Linked DNA regions of Mus musculus: region 1 is linked to region 2. The links are chromatin contacts, called in public HiChIP or PLAC-seq maps. All regions are on one chromosome and are shown on one strand. Each heading gives the region's core, a stretch centred on a gene start, on an enhancer-like site or on the middle of the called end of the contact. The rest is flanking DNA. Distances are from core to core; before and after follow the strand shown.

Region 1 (4,235 bases), core at 834-3,333, 190 kb after region 2:
GGCACACACAGACACAAAGAAGGCTGGGGCCATAGCTCAGTGTTTCCCTGGCATATGGGAGGTCCTAGGTTCATCCCCAGTACTGGGAGAAAAAGAATGTCACCTTCCTGCTCTAGGGTGGACTGTTTCATGGAGGTGCTTTAAGGTTGTGGTTTCTTTGGTGTGATGGTTTGTATTGTCTTGGGTGTGCTGTATATGTTGGGGAGTGATTGTATTGGGGGGGGGCTTGGGTGTACTCTGTGTGGGGAGCTTGGTTGTGCTCTGTGTGAGGGCTTGGTGTGCTCTGTGTGGGGAGCTTGGGTGTGCTCTGTGTGAGGGCTTGGGTATGCTCTGTGGGGGTGTGTGTGTGCTTGGGTGTGCTCTGTGGGGGGGGGCTGGGTGTGCTCTGTGTGAGGGCTTGGGTGTGCTCTGTGGGAGGGCTTGGGTGTGCTGTGTGGGAGGGCTTGGGTGTGCTGTGTGGGAGGGCTTGGGTATGCTCTGTATGTGGGGGTGATTGTATGTGCTGTGTACAGTGGGGTTTAAGTGTACTCTGTCATCACACATATGTGAAAGTCAGAGGATAACGTGTGGGAATCTGTTCCCCCTTCTCCAATATGGTCCCAGGGTTTGAGCTCACTGTCAATTAACTTCACCCACTGAGCTGTGTGCCTCTGCCCTCTATTCTCCCCTCCTTTAAAAAATATTTATTTACATGCATGGGTGTTTTGTCTGTTCTGTATCTGTGCACCATGTGGTCAAAGGAGAACATTGGATCCCTTTAGAACTCAAGTTATAGATGTTTGTGAGCTACCATATGTATGCTGATGCTTGAACCCAGAGCCGCAGGGAGAGCAGTCAGTGCTTTAACCACGGAGCCAGTCTTCCTTTTTTGAGACAAGGTCTTGCCACTTGCTGGCTGACTTTGAACTCAGGAGCCCTACCCCCACCCCGCTGAGGGGCTAGAGCTACTTTTGCATGCCACTCTTCCTGACTCCTTCCTCTTTTTTATGGCAGACCTTCAGCACCTGTAAAATTAACTCGCCTACTCAGCAGGTGAGATTTAAAATTGTTTGAACTAGAGAATATTGCACTGGTGGAGACTTGAGAATCATCTCATTGCTGGGAGTGTGTTAGCATGTGTGAAGCCCTGGGTTCATTCCTAGCAGCATCAACAGAGACTCATTTTACGTTAGTTTTGTTTGTTGACTTTGGTTTACACTTGCATGGCTGACAACATAGTTCAACAGAGACTCATTTTACGTTAGTTTTGTTTGTTGACTTTGGTTTACACTTGCATGGCTGACAACATAGTTCAATGGTAGAATGCTTGCCTGGCATGCATGAGGTCATAGGTTCAATTCCCAGCAAAACATATGAGCGCATGTGCATACACACATACACTCACTCTCACACAAAGACACACACACACACACTCCCATATACACACTCTCATACAAGTACATGGACAGACAGTGAGAGAGAGAGTCTGAGACGGAAACTACACATGGCAATCCTGGATTATGTTCTCATTGTAAAAATTATGTAGAAAGTTGTCCTGGCCTGATAGTAAATCTATCACACCAGTGACAGTGAGTGCAGGCAGTCGCCCCTGATGATTGTCATCTCAACTACCTTCTGGTGGGAGTAGAGATCTATTCTGGGCACAGGGGCCATGAAAGACATTGGACACCGGTACCCAACATCTTCATTCTTACTATCCATGAAAGTGCAGAGGTTCCACAGAGCCAGCTGTGATGGAATCAGAAGCAAGGGACCCAGATGTTAGCACTAGACTTTGGGTTTCTTTGTTGTTTTGGTTTTGTTGTTTTGTCCGCTGTGAGACAGCCCTTGTTGCTGGCAATGGAGTCATCATTGAAGACAGACAGCCAGAGAACCATGTCTCCACAAGTGTAGACATGCTCAGAAGGACAGACAGCCCCCATCTCCCCAGACAGACAGATGAGCCATTCCCAGAGCTGGACTGTAAGAGAGGACAGTGATGTGCCTTTTAAAGTACAGGGAATTCAGTAACAGGTTTGGATGTCAGCAAAACTGCAGAGAGTCACTCATAAGAGGGGGGGAAATGAATGCAAGCTTAACGTCTAACCACGGAGAACTGCTGAGGAGCCATTTCTGTAGCAAGAAACTCACAGTGCATTATCTACACTGTTGCAAACGTGCAAATTTTACACTTCCTTCACATAATCTCCCATTAAAACTTGAGTGACATATTCACTGCTCCTCAAATATAACTTACAAAAACAGTCTTGGGGGGCCGGGTGCAATTTCTATTTTTTTTCATTTGTCTCACTGCTGAGAGCTGAGCCCAGGGCCAAGCACTCTACTACACTGACCTGTTTCCCAGGCTCCCAGACTTTAAATCTGGCCCAGTAATTACATTGAAATCAAATATATATATATATATATATATATATATATATATCCTACTGAGATTGCATAAGTATGCAGAGTTGTCGAGACAGAAATGTTCGAGTCAGCACTGTTTGTACTGGGACATTACTGGAAGACATCCAAGTCTGATCTCCTGGAGGCAAATGCATGGGGTACACCTATACAGCTCTGTATCCCACGGTCCTGGGAAGGGTGAGGTCGGCCAGCAGTCTGTACACTTGAGCTGGGAGGGCCATCTAAGACTGAGTGTTTAGTGCAGAAAGTAGGATTCCTAACAAAGCGAGGCACATCTTAACAAAGGCAGAAAGGAAACTTGCTGAGTGTCCCTGCAAGTGTCAGCCCAGGAGGGGCTATCGGAGAACTTCCGCTTTCTGATTCAGAATTCCATAGTGCTGTGGTTTTCATGCAGAGCAGATGATCCTTTTGAGGTGGGGGCAGTTAAAACACTAAATAAAATATGAAGACTCAGGGGTCTACTTACATTTCCCAAAGGATGTAATTTATATTTGCCACGTTAGTCCAGTCTTATTTTTAAAAAATGCATAGAACAAAACTGGAAGGTACAGACCGTGCCTACTGGTGTGGGCTAGACTGTTCTTTTCTGTATTTGCCAAGTAGTTTTCCTTAATCCTAAAGTAGCTTTCAGACTGGAAGGGGAAAAAATTCTGGGCTTTGCAGAGATTGGACAGCCTCCTTTAAGGGAGCTCTGGCTCTGTGTGTGTGTGTGTGTGTGTGTGTGTGTGTGTGTGTGTGTGTGAAGTCTCAGATCCTTTCCCTGGCTTATTCTATTTTTAACAGGGTCCCCGTGAGGGGTCCATGCTAGGAGGGTGGGCAGTGTGCAGCCCTGCTGAGGCCTGGGAAGCTGGACGTCTTCCAAGGATGGCCAGGATACTGAGGGACACCGGTGGTGACAAAGGCAGTCTAAAATTGCTGTCCCCTGACTGCCCCTTCCCTATCTCAGAGCTCCTTCTGACCTGTCTCACCCAGATGATGCCCAGTCTTCTACACATTATCCTCCCCATCAGGGAGGACCCACTGGCCTGGAGGGGAGTTTGGGTCTTGGTGATTCTGGGGAGGCCACCAAGCAAAGATTTGAGTTTCTTAGGAAGAGAACACCATGGACGAAGGGTGTTGCTTCAGAAAGGGCAGGAAAGAGTCCACTTTGGTTTCCCCAAAGCAATACAATGGACTGAAGAAAGTTAAAATGGGAGGATGCTAGGTCTGTCTGTTTTCTGTAGCTGTAACAAGACAACAGAGACGGGATAGTTTATAGCTGCTGGCTGGGTATCTTGGCACACACTTTTAATCCCACCACTTGGGAGGCAGAGGCAGGCAGATCTTTGTGAGTCTGAGGCCAGGATGGTCTACATAGAGAGTTCCAGGATAGCCAGGGCTACACTATGAAATCCTGCCTTAAAAAGGAAGAAGTGGAGGAGGAGACAATTAATTAATTAATTTAAAAATTTCTTGTTAAATAGAAGTGTATTTAGTTTATAAGATTGAATCTCGGGGAGTCCAAGAGCACTATCCTGGCATCTTCCATGTGTCTGGTAAGCGTCTTGTCGGGCTGAGTCGTCATATGGCAGAGAGCATCATGTGACAAGATGCAGTGGCTGTATTAACCCCGATCTCTTCCTCTTGTCATGAAGCCACTGGTGCTCCGTGGGGCTGGGATCAGGCTCTGGCTCCCTGGCATCCTCTACTCCAGTCAACTCCCAAGGTTCCCATCTCTAAATACCATCCACGGGAGAGGTCAGGGATTGAGTTTCCACCATGGGAGGTTTGGCACACACCACAATGCCATTTAACAGCCTTTCTTCCTCTCCCTTCTCTTCCTCCTCCTC
Region 2 (4,432 bases), core at 941-3,440:
AATGTAGGTAGAGCTGTAGAGAAGGGAACTGTGTTGTCCTGTTACTGCAGAGACATGGGACTCTGAATTATCAGCGCGATTGGAGACAAACAGAGCGTGCGGCTAAAATGGGAAGTGGTGGGAACTGTGTGAGCACTGTGCTTGCCTCCTAATTACTATGCCTGTCTTACTTGTAGGAAAAGACCAGGTGAATCGCTGTTATCTACAATGATACGAAACCCCTGGAGAAGGATGGAGAATGTTTTTTAATCCTTCTAACACACATACACTCATACACACCCACGCAAGCACACACGAATACATACACACACACATGTACACACATGCACACACACACATTTTAATCACAGGTCTAGAATCTTGAATAGAAGAATACATATACTTCAAGATGTCCTGGTAAATACTGTTGGGGTAAAAGGAAGAATTTATACATTTTTTTTTCAAACTCAAGAATTAAAGTATCGTCATCCCACAGAGCTGGAGTTAAAACAGTCGCAAACTGTTCCAACATTTGGCCTTGATCAGTTATGAACATCAATGGGTATTAGTCAGGAATCCTCTCTGTTATAGTTACAGCTCCTTTTATTCTGGACAATCAAAACAGCAGATAAGCCAAAACTAAGCCGGGCGGTGGTGGCACACGCCTTTAATCCCAGCACTTGGGAGGCAAGGCACAGGCAGGCAGATTTCTGAGTTCGAGGCCAGCCTGGTCTACAAAATGAGTTCCAGGACAACCAGGGCTATACCCTGTCTTGAAAAAACAAACAAACATAAACAACAACAACAACAACAACAAAGCCAAAACTATGGCTCCTTAGAACTTCCCCAGTCTTTAGAACAAGAAAGGGAAGAGCTACTGCAGCAACTGATAGGCATTCTATCTGGATCCCCAGGAAACATGAATTACCTGAGTCAGTGTCAATGGCAGAGGAAAAATAAATTATGTAATTAAATATGCACTTTTAAAAAAATACTTGCCCCAAGAGACCAATGTTTGGGCTGAAAAGTCTTTAGACCAGCAATCAACTCCATTTTCCCCAATCTACGTGGTGGCACTGGTGCCCATTACGAAAGGATGCTGGATTTGGTGGAATTTGAAACCTCCTGAGTTTTGTGGACATGTAGGCATCCCAAAAATAGAGACAAAAGTCGCTCTTCTAGGTCTTTCTAGAGATAGCTTAGGTGGTACTTAAGTAGAAAAATCATCTCCATTTGCTCTATGGAGTGCTAAGAAAGAGATGGATATAAAGTCAGGGTTAATGGTGATTTAGCAGAGAGCCACGGTGGAAGGAAACCTCCAGGGGGTAGCAAAATCGTAGACAAATCCTGTTATTATAACAATTCATATTATTGTTTCCTGTTTATGCACTAAATCTAAGGCTCTCCCCACAACCTTACTCTGTAAATATCACTAAACACCTGGTAGGGGCAAACTAACAAACATTTCAGGTTATTCTTCATCGCTTTCTCTGTTATCAGCAAGTTCTTCCTTCTGTCTGCAAAACACACACATCTGCTCATTTTTCTCTTTCTTGACTACCATAACTAAAAACCACAATTCTCTGTCTTAGACTGCGGGGCCATTTCTGGTGTCCCTACATTCGCTGCCCCTCCCCCCATTATAATCTATTTATACCACAGATCTTCACAAACCAAATAAGGTCATGTCACTATCCTGGTCGAAAATCCTCCAGTTCCTTCCCATTGCATCTGGAACAAAATCCAAATACACATTTGGTGAATTTAAAGACAGGATCTCCCTGTTTAGCCTAGGTTGTCATGGAACTGGTGTCTTTCCAGCTTCCGCTTCCCGAGAGCTGGGATTCGTAGGCGCGTGCCCACCCCGAATGCCACCTCTGGCCTCTGCCTACCTTTTCTCCTGCCACTCACTCTCTAGTCACACGGGCCGTTCTGCAGGTCCCTGAACCTGACATCCACTTTCTCTCTCCCCAGTGACTGTTTCCTTGTCTCTGGAACAGTCTGCACCTAATTCTCACTGGACAAATCTTTAAGATCTCAGGGGTCTCCGACCCGAACCACCGTAGCAGCCCCGAGCGCCGGGCTGAGCCGACGCCCCCTCGGGAAGGCTCTGCAGGGCAGTCCTGGGCGCCGCCGGCCGGCGCGCGGTTTCGCTTCCGGGTGAGGGGCGGGCGGGCCGAGCAGTTCCGGGGCGGGCGGCGGCTGCGGGTCCCGGCGCGGAGGGCGCGAGCGCGCGGCGCGGGCCGAGGGCCGAGGGCGGCGGCGCGGGGACCCCGGGGCCCGGCGGCCCATGGGGCGCGAGGAGTGAGGCCGCGGCCTGCCCTGCGGTGGGGGGTGGGGGGAGCGGGGCGGGGCGATGGATAAACTGACCATCATCTCAGGATGTCTCTTTCTGGCCGCCGATATCTTCGCCATCGCCAGCATCGCCAACCCGGACTGGATCAACACCGGGGAGTCGGCGGGTGAGCGGCGTGCGCGGGCCGGGAGGGTGGCGGTCCCCCGGGTCGGCGATCCCGAGGGTTAAAGGTCGGCGCCGGGGTGGGGGGGCCGGCGGAGGCTGTTTGCCGTGGCTCCCCCTTTCCCCTTTGAAGTGTCTGTGGTTATAGTCTTTGCTTTATTTTTAGGCCTGGGGGGAGCTATAATAATACTAATAATAAACTTCATTTTATGGAGCATCTTTCATTCCAGCGCATCTCACGCACACACGCGCGCGCTGGAGATATCTTAATAGTAGTTAGAAAATTAAATAACACATTAGAGTCGCAGGCAGCCCCAGAGGCAGTGCCTGCTGGAACGTTGGCGCTGGAGGCGGGTGTCTGTGTGTGTGTGTGTGTGTGGGGTGTCCTCAAGAAAGAGGCGGGCATCTTTCCGAAGGGTATCCCAGGTGAATGCGCTGGCAGGGTTCTCAGCTCCAGCCCTCCCTTGCTTCTCTCTTTCTCACCTAGACCTGCGAGACCAAACCTTTAATTAATGTACACAGCTGTCAGGAGAACTGCTCAGAATTAAGGAACGGTCTTGTATTTGAACTGCTTGTTCAGCGAAGGTGAAGGGGAATGAGGAGTGGGACCCTTCAAATGATTTCTTATAAAATGTATCGTTGTGCTGTCAAACTTCTTAAGTGCCGCATAGGGTTCTCAATTTATCCAGCAATATTTTTAGCTCTTAAAACAAAACAAAACAAAACGGTAGCTGGGACATTTGTTGCTTTCTTCTTCCTCTCTAACCTAGACCTAGTAACACAAAATCATGCTGCCAGATGTACTGGTTATTAACATAACACTGAAGAATTCCACTTGTCTTGGCTGTAGAGTTTTAGCAGAGCTGTTAATTGTAACACATAAAAAGAGAGTTTGGGAATCATGTGGAGTTTGGTAATACCTGTGGGCTGTTTCTGAAAGTGTTGCTGACTCCAGACAGTGTACTTGACTATATGTGTGAACAGACATTCAGTTCATTATCACCGTTGTTTTTACTCTGACTGTATGTGTAGAGACTCCTTTGTGAGACTTTCTAAGTATCACATGCTTAGGAGCAAAGAAAGGTTCGCACTGTTGAGTAGAGAGATCCTTATTGGAAAAAGATCTTTTAGGTGGAATCCCTGTAGGTAGTGGCTGGAATGCCCACGAGCAAGGCAAGGCAGCTCGGGGAAGGGAAGTGCTACTATACATTATATAAGAGCAGAACGGTGCAGCCTTCCAGAGCTGATGTTGCAAAGGCCACTCGAGAGAAAGCAAGAGGAGAATAAATACAGCACTCAGATTTGGAGTTGAAGTCTTTGCCTGTGAGTTGGCAAAGACATGAAAGGGACAGTAGCCCAAAGTTTGCAGAAAGGGAAACTGTCTGAGAAAGGGAAGCAGCTGCAGAGAGAGTGCGAACGGTAGGCTTGTCCAGCTCTGTGCGTGGTGGCTGTGGCTGTACCGTGTGGCAACCTTCCTGCCCCACTGATCCTTTGACACTGGTGAATTTTCTAAATAAGGATAGTGAATAGATAGTGAGCTTTCTAAATGCCCTTGGAAAGAAAACATCAACAATACTTATACGAAGTAAATAATCAAAAGTAAAAATAATTACATCTCTCAAATCAGTGAGACAATCACAAGGAGCACAAATAGGATGTGGAATGGGAGGACTGGCCACGAGCACGCGTGCGTGCGCTCCAGGAGCTCAGGAGGGACCTCGTGGGTAGCAAGGCTCTCCGCCGTTTCCCTGCCTTGTGTTCAGTCTATTGGCATTTTGATGGTGGTAATTTAGTGCAGTCATTTTCAACGTCTATTTTACTTACGTCTGTGGGTGTTTTCCTACTGCATGTCTATGTACCCTGTGCATGTCTGGTACTGGAAGAGGCCTGAAGAGGTTCTGAAGTAACAGATGGTTGTGAACCACCATGTGGGTGCTGGGAATCAGATCAGAGTCTTATGGAAGAGTAGCCAGTACTCTTAACTACCAAGCCATC

The links. HiChIP or PLAC-seq counts read pairs in DNA pulled down with a chosen protein or histone mark.
Region 1: an H3K4me3 HiChIP or PLAC-seq map of bone marrow-derived macrophages shows a contact between it and region 2, with 2.5 times the contacts expected there. The contact joins the enhancer-like site here to the promoter of Mosmo in region 2. A contact is called at or near these places in 3 of 39 promoter capture datasets (the HPC-7 cell line, embryonic stem cells and pre-B cells), 1 of 15 datasets of contacts at CTCF or cohesin (the NIH/3T3 cell line), 1 of 484 Hi-C or Micro-C datasets (cortical neurons), 4 of 115 datasets of contacts at active chromatin or transcription factors (the SCID.adh cell line, bone marrow-derived macrophages, forebrain and 1 more) and 2 of 9 other capture datasets (adipose tissue and liver).

The regions. Positions count from the first base shown.
Region 1 is chr7:120,867,553-120,871,787 of GRCm38.p6, forward strand. All of the region lies in intron 2 of Eef2k (eukaryotic elongation factor-2 kinase), which reads left to right. The region is part of intron 2 of Gm15774 (a long non-coding RNA gene); the gene reads right to left. Among named protein-coding and RNA genes, the nearest start is that of Gm15774, 11 kb to the right of the region's middle. Within about 2 kb of position 2,084, at least 14 of the 459 cell types and tissues checked have an H3K27ac peak or open chromatin away from gene starts, as enhancers often do. A contact at or near this core is called in bone marrow-derived macrophages and microglia, where this site is marked.
Region 2 is chr7:120,675,430-120,679,861 of GRCm38.p6, forward strand. Mosmo (modulator of smoothened) reads left to right here and starts at 2,191. Exons shown (of 3, transcript NM_001164580.1): 1 at 2,191-2,441. The coding sequence starts at 2,336. It also overlaps a transcript of Pdzd9 not described here.